Regions from separate parts of the Mus musculus genome. Here region 2 is linked to region 1. The links are chromatin contacts, called in public Hi-C maps. All regions are on one chromosome and are shown on one strand. The core of a region is the stretch at or near the end of the contact, and the rest is flanking DNA. Distances in the headings are between cores, read along the strand shown. Region 1 has its middle 42 kb from the start of Gm34486. Region 2 has its middle 110 kb from the start of Gm22937.

The links. Hi-C and Micro-C count contacts between places; a contact is called where the count stands out from the background.
Region 2: a Hi-C map of cerebellum shows a contact between it and region 1, with 2.7 times the contacts expected there. The contact joins two enhancer-like sites. A contact is called at or near these places in 4 of 484 Hi-C or Micro-C datasets (cerebellum, cerebral cortex, cortical neurons and 1 more).

Annotation. Positions count from the first base shown.
Region 1 is chr10:71,483,741-71,487,403 of GRCm38.p6, reverse strand. It overlaps the pseudogene Gm46233. Among named protein-coding and RNA genes, the nearest start is that of Gm34486, 42 kb to the left of the region's middle. Within about 2 kb of position 1,858, at least 13 of the 459 cell types and tissues checked have an H3K27ac peak or open chromatin away from gene starts, as enhancers often do. A contact at or near this core is called in cerebellum, where this site is marked.
Region 2 is chr10:71,787,597-71,791,259 of GRCm38.p6, reverse strand. No RefSeq gene overlaps it. Among named protein-coding and RNA genes, the nearest start is that of Gm22937, 110 kb to the left of the region's middle. Within about 2 kb of position 1,824, at least 4 of the 459 cell types and tissues checked have an H3K27ac peak or open chromatin away from gene starts, as enhancers often do. A contact at or near this core is called in cerebellum, where this site is marked.

The DNA of each region.
Region 1 (3,663 bases), core at 609-3,108:
GCAGGTATGGTTGCTCGCAGAATACCTGCACAAGATCAAGCTGGTCAAGACTGCAGCATTCTGGGAGGAGGGGACACATAAGCTCCCAGTCCTGGCTGAGGAGCTATTGGCACATGGTTGCTAAAGGAGAATTGATTCATTTTCTTCAGGCATCTGTCTCCTGATAGGCTGAGCAAGCTCCAGTGAGTCCTCCAGCATCACTCAATAAACTAATCAGTGCACGGACCCATGTCTGTGAGTCCAATGACATCACTAAATAAATTAATCAGTGCACGGACCCATGTCTGTGAGTCCACCAGCATCACTAAATAAACTAAAGAATTTACCAACTATATGAGTTAGCAAAAACTAAAAGACATGAAGTCGAAAGAGAGAAGTGGGGTCTAAGAGGAGCTGGAAGAGAAAGGGGACAGAAATGATCAAAATATATTGTATACAGGGCTGGAGAGACGGCTCAATGGTTAAGAGCACTGACTGCTCCTTACAGAGGTCCTGAGTTCAATTCCCAGCAACCACATGGTGGCTCACAACCATCTGTAATGGGGTCTGATGCCCTCTTCTGGTGTGTCTGAAGACAGAGACAGTGTACTCATATATATATAAAATAAATAAATCTTTTATATATTTATATATGCATATATCTACATGTATGAAATTCTCAAAAAATAAACCAAAATACTAAAATACTTTATATTTTTAGAAGGAATGGGACTATATGGATACACTCAATACTTACAGCCTTGAGTCATGCAAAGCACAGAGTTGTGACACCAACTTCATTATTTCCTGTGTCTTGACCAAACTCAACCAATCAGACATAAATAAAAGGCAACCAGTGTTACTACTATGGAAGTCTGAACACAGAAAAGCAGATATCATTTTAAACACCTCAGAAAATGTGTGTTGTATGGTTGGTTACATCCAGAAATAGTCTCTAGTCCTTTATCCCCAGTACATATGTGCAATGTTTTATTTAGATGTATAATAGTAATTTTAAAATAAGTGAGCAGTTTGTATTTTATCCTATAAATTGCACGTGGTCCTTTAAGCTGGCCAACAGTATCCAGTGCTCTTCACACTGCCCTGCTAACCAGATGGCTGACACCAAACCAACTCAATGGTATTTCGTGTGGATATTTTTTTCTCAAATTACCGTGTTTGACCTTTTCTTTTTAATTTTACTTGTATATTGTGACTTCCAATTTTGTGTTCTTATGAGTTTTGTGTGTCTGTCTATGTGTGTGTATGTGCCTCTGGGTGTGTGTGTGTGTGTGTGTGTGTGTGTGTGTGTGTGTGTGCCTCTGTGTGTTTTTGTCTGTGTATGTCTGTCCATGTGTGCATGTCAGAGTGTCTATCCTGAGAGTGTCTCTGTGTGTGTGTGTGTGTGTGTGCATGTGTCTGTGTTTTCAGTGTGTGTGTGTGTGTGTCTGTCTGTCTGTCTGTATGTATGTATGTTTGTATTTATGTCAGTGTGTGTCTGTGTATGTATATGTGTGTCAGTGTATGTGTTTGTCAGTCTGTCTGTCTGTCTGTGTTTCCTGTGCTTTTTTGTTCTTTTTGTTTTTTCAACTCTGGTTTGTTTTCTAAAGAGAGAAAGCAGGCATGGACTTGGAAGCCTGTGGGGCTGAAGAGGATCTGAAAGCAGTCTGGGTGGGAAATTGCGATCAGAATATATTATATAAAAATATCTTTAATTACAAAAGAGACAATGGGCAGCAGCGGGAAGGGTAAGTTAATGGCCGCACGCTCTGGTGAAGGTCCGTTCCCCTCCTTCTGGTGGGAAGCACTCTCAGCGCTGCTGCCATCAGCCATTACGGAACTTGGAACTTAGCTCTTTGTATTGGTGTGATGATTTGTTGCCATGACTACCAAGCCAAAGTCGTCTCTACTTCGCGCTAGCTAGTGGTCATGTCAGGCCTGGAGGGAAAGTTCCACTACAACACTCTCTCCGTGCATTTTTAAATTTTTGTCAGAGATAGATTATCTTATCTACACGAACAAGAATCAGAAAGAGGGAGCCGTGTGTCCCACGGTGACAATATCATAGGCTTCGCTGGGATCTAGATCCTAATGCCCAAGGTGCCAGGCAGCTGGTGCTCAGCACGAGTCCTCCACCCTCTATAGGAGAAAGAAAATCAGGGAGATGTGGCAAGGGACAGCTGCCTCTGTCCTGACTGCCCTGGAGATAGAATGGCCTCTCCACCCTCAACTGCAGGTGAATGCCAGAAAGAAGTCATGTGCCCTCGGATGCTCCCATGTGACAAGAGAATACAGGAAGACTTAATGGTGGTGGCAGGGGCTCAGAGGTGGTAACTAAGCAGGACACAGGATCCTGACCTTCCTTCTGGGGAGGACTTAGAGATTTAAGGTGACTGCCAGGGCCTCAGATCCAGTCCATAGATAAATGGTCAGCAGAAAAGACCAGAGGAATCTCCTGCAAGATAGCTGACCCTTGGAGGTGACCATGTGGGAGGGGCCACCCTTCCCTCAGGACTGGGCTCACCACCATGACACCCCTCTCTTCTCTCTCCTCTGTAGCTCTGTCTCTGTCTCTCTGTCTGCCCCTTCCTATCTCTCTCCTCTCTCTTCATTTCCTCTCCAAGGTCTTCCCTTCCCCCTCCCTCATTCACATCCTTTCAGGCCTTTAATTCCCACAACCACTTTGAAGGAAAGAGACAATTTCTTCCAGAGCTGTGACCACCCACACACCTGGAGTCCCTAGGACTTGAGTCTTTAGTAATGAATTCTAATCCTCAGCTCCCCGACACACATCTGCCCCCGAGGAAGAATGAGACATCCTGTAGATATGACCAGTCTTAGCAGAAAACAAAGCTCCCGTCTTTATTTTTTTTTCTTTTAGACTTTAACAATACTTTTATTATTTATTTAGCCCTTCGCAGCTCAGCCCACACAGAGAAAAGGGTTATTTGTACTTCTGTAGCCTGTGTGGGTATATGAGTGAAGCAGAGCTGGCATCAGCTGCTGGTACTGTGGAGCAAAGGGAGACCTAAGCACACGTATAAAGGTGACCACGCCCAGGAGGGTTGATTGGCAGGCTGGAAGACAAATGCCCAATAAAGGCATTTATTTTTTTTAATATTTTTATTAGGTATTTTCCTCATTTACATTTCCAATGCTATCCCAAAAGTCCCCCATACCCTCCCCCCCCCACTCCCCTACCCACCCACTCCCACTTTTTGGCCCTAGCGTGCCCCTGTACTGGGGCATATAAAGTTTGCAAGTCCAATGGGCCTCTCTTTCCAGTGATGGCCGACTAGGCCATCTTTTGATACATATGCAGCTAGAGTCAAGAGCTGCGGGGCACTGGTTAGTTCATAATGTTGTTCCACCTATAGGGTTGCAGATCCCTTTAGCTCCTTGGGTACTTTCTCTAGCTCCTCCACTGGGGGCCCTGTGATCCATCCAATAGCTGACTGTGAGCATCCACTTCTGTGTTTGCTAGGCCCCGGCATAGTCTCACAAGAGACAGCTATATCTGGGTCCTTTCAGCAAAATCTTGCTAGTGTATGCACATTTATAAGGATGTGCTTGCCTAGTTTGCACAAGACTCTAAGTTCAATCTCTTATACCATAAGCACTTTCAGTGAGGTAAGAGAATTGGCTGTGAGTGCTTTGGAAACAGGAGTTTTGTTATGTTTGTTT
Region 2 (3,663 bases), core at 575-3,074, 300 kb before region 1:
GTGGAAAGACAGTGACCTGGAAAGGAGTCGGCGGAAATTGGGGACAGTCTGATGCCTCATTCTGAAGTTCTTCCCAGAGCCACGCCTTCATATTCCAGGTAGTGCAACAGAACAAACCATGGTGCTTTCTTGGGCTCTGGCTGCCAAGAACAGGTTTTATAATGACAGCCAATGAAATCCACACACTGGTTTTGTTGTTTTGTTTTTGTTTTTGTTCTTGGTTTTTGTTTGTTTTTTGTAAAGTACTTGCTTTGACTTTGGAAATTGAAAGTAAAATTAACTCACTTGTGACTTCTCACGAGTCTGTTTAGCTATACCATCTAGCTCTCCAAACTAATTATATTGAATCATAAAGCCCAACTTTTCTCATGCCTGGCGATTTAACATACTTAATGAATCATTCTTCTACTTAAGTCGTTGCCTCATTTCTTTGAGAGAGAACGATTTAGTGTGAGCAACGGAGCCTTTTCTTTTTTTTAATATCTGTGCCTAGGTGGGCTGTTGCTCTTATCATTTCCACTACAGTAGTCAAATATCTGCAGAAATCTGGTTCCTCTTATGAATTTAACAGGGAGAGCGCTCAGAAAATAAATCAGTCTGGCGAACACATCTTTATTGGATTTTATGACCAGATCTATAACTCTTTCGTGAGACACTCTTCAGGAGATAGAAGAAGTAGGCTGAGAATAAATACACCATTAAAATTCAAAATGCTAGGTGCTGGGTGTATATAAAACATCTAAAGGGCCACGCAAGATGCAGAGAAGATGAGAAAAGTCCTCAGAGCAGCGCTAGAATGATAAACAATCCACCAAGGAGACACAAGAGGGTAGGCAACAGGGTTAGGAGGACATTGCCTTTCAACATGCCAAGTTTAAAGTGAATGAGACAAGCAAGAGCCTCTGTATAACCTCTTCCTGGAGCTGAAGAAGGATGGTACCCAAACTGGAGTGTACATTTGCATACAGATGGTGCTGAGCATCATCCTGGTAGCTCACTTGTAGATTGGCAGAAAGAGGGCTGGGGTGTTTGCGCCCTTCATCATGAAATGCTCTTGTGCTGTAACAGCTAGGACTTCCTTTCACAGCTGAAGTGACAGAACCAACTGACTGATTGTGCCTGGGGAGTTCTCACTTCAAGAGACAGCTGCAGTTTTCTGACAGACTCTGATTCCTAGACAGCTTGGCACTGTCATGTCTCCAGCAGAGTCAGGTCTCCCAAGTAGAAGAAGAACAGATTTTAAATGAAAAATAGCTTACCTTTCAATGAGCCAAGAGTCATCTTTGCTAGGATTTGCAGTAGTCCTCTCATGGTGTCCTTTTCAATGCCAGCAAAAGTCATGTTAAGTCCTGTCTATTATTTCCATAACATTAGCTTCTTGAAGCCCATGATTGTAGATCAGTGGTTCTTGGCCTTCCTAATGCTGCAACCCTTTAATACAGTTCCTCATGTTGGAGTGACTCACAAACATAAAATTATTTTTATTGCTACTTTATAACTATAATTTGCTACTGCTATTAATTGTAATGTAAGTATCTGATATGCAGGATAGCTGATATGAGACCCCTGTGAAAGTCTTTTCACACCCCCAAGGGGTCTCCACCCATAGGTTGAAAACCACTGCTCTAGATGGTATTTCTATCTAGCAGAAGAAACAGTACTCCCTAACTGTAAGTAACCACAGCAAGTTCTTCTATTACTTTGAGCCTCTTCTTCTAGTGTGGTCTTGCTTTATTTGCCAGGAAACTGGTTCACCCTAAGGAAGAACTCTCATGCAAAGAGGATTAGGCAGCGTTCCAGACTCCATTCCCAAAGTTGCAGAGAGCCAGCATGTTCACAGGCTCTGCCAAGTGTCAGTCCACACAATGCACATGTCACTAACTGCCTGGTTTCTGGACTGACTCTTGCTCTGTCTGCATCTTCTTCCTGAGATGAGTATCCTCTTTCACTCAACACCAACCACAACACACCTTAAGGGTTTAAGAAAAACCAAATCAGAAGCAGAGAACTAAACTTTAGGAAAAGCTTCCAAAATCTCCAAAAGCCTAATAATCCAAGATAGATAGATAGATAGATAGATAGATAGATAGATAGATAGATAGATAGATAGATAGATAGATAGATAGATAGATAATATCCCTGGTTAATGCTAGTACATGCTTATAATTCCAGAACTTGGGAGACAGGGACCAGAAAATCAGAAGTTCAAGCTATCCATGCCACACAGTAGTTTCATGAGAGAGCTCTGTCTTGGAAACGTTATCTACAAATCTCCATATATTTGTAGAGCATAAAATTGAAGTTATTCCAAAATTATCTATCTGATAAGTAGATTTTGGTAGATTTGATTTTTTTTGTCAACTGAGTGGGGGGGAGACAAAGGGTTTGTGGCAGCAGACCTTCCGGGAGTCATAGAAATGTGGGAGAGGCTAACATAGAGAGAATATTTCTATTCAGAATATATTTATATGCTGTTCCTAGTATCAGGCAAAGAGCTCTCATTCCTCCCTAAGTGGAAAGGGGAACAGACAAATAAGGAGACAAGAGAGTACTTATCTGGGGAAACACATGAGCCCACTAACAGCAGAAAAACTAAAAGTGAATGAAAAAGAATGTTCATTTAATACATGTTGCTTTTTTATGTGTATGAGTGCTCTCTCTGCTTACATATACATATACACATACACACATATGTGTATATATATACATATATATGTGTGTGTGTATATACATATGTATATATATACACATACACGTGTGTGTGTGTGTGTGTGTGTGTGTGTGTGTGTGTGTGTGTGTGTGTGTGTGTGTATGCAGTGCCAGTGCCTGCTGAGGCCTAAAGTAGATATCAGAATCCCTGTTACCAGAGCTATAGATGGTTGTGAGTTACTGGGTGCATGCTGGAAACCATATCTGCAGAGTAGTACACACTCTTAACCACCAAGCCATCTCTCCAGGCTCCTTCTTGGTTTCCCAAAAATTTGTTACATGGTGTGTTAGCCTCCAGGATCTTCCTTTGTCTTTCAAAGTTGAGCAGAGTTTGTTGGACAGTGCCCTCAGCTGGAAGGCAGAGAAACCCTAACCACCAAACACAGAACCGTCCTTCTGAGCTGACTCATCATCTGAGCTCCTCGGCTTCAAGGCTCTTTTAGTGTGGAGTTGCTCTGTGATCTATCTAATACCCAGGCCCAAGTGAATGGCATCTGCAAAGCATCCAGCAAAAGGGACTAAGTGCCTGTTTCAACCATAGAACTTACTTCCAGGTGACTGTTCTGTTGTCCTTAGTCAGAAACACAGACAGTAAGCCTGTAGGATTTGTGCATTCTTACAGTTGGAGAAACACAAGAAAATCAAGAAGAGGGAAGACCAATGGGTGGATACTTCATTCCTCCTTAGAATAGGGAACAAAATACCCATGAAAGGAGTTACAGAGACAAAGTTTGGAGATAAGACGAAAGGATGGATTATCCAGAGACTACCCTAACCGGGGGTCCATTCCATAATCAGCCACCAAACCCAGACACTATGGCATATGCCAGAAAGATTTTGCTGAAGGGACCCTGTTATAGCTGTCTCATGAGGCTATGCCAGTGCCTGACAAATACAGAAATGGATGCTCACAGTCATCTATAAGATGGAACACAGAGCCCCCAATGGAAAAGC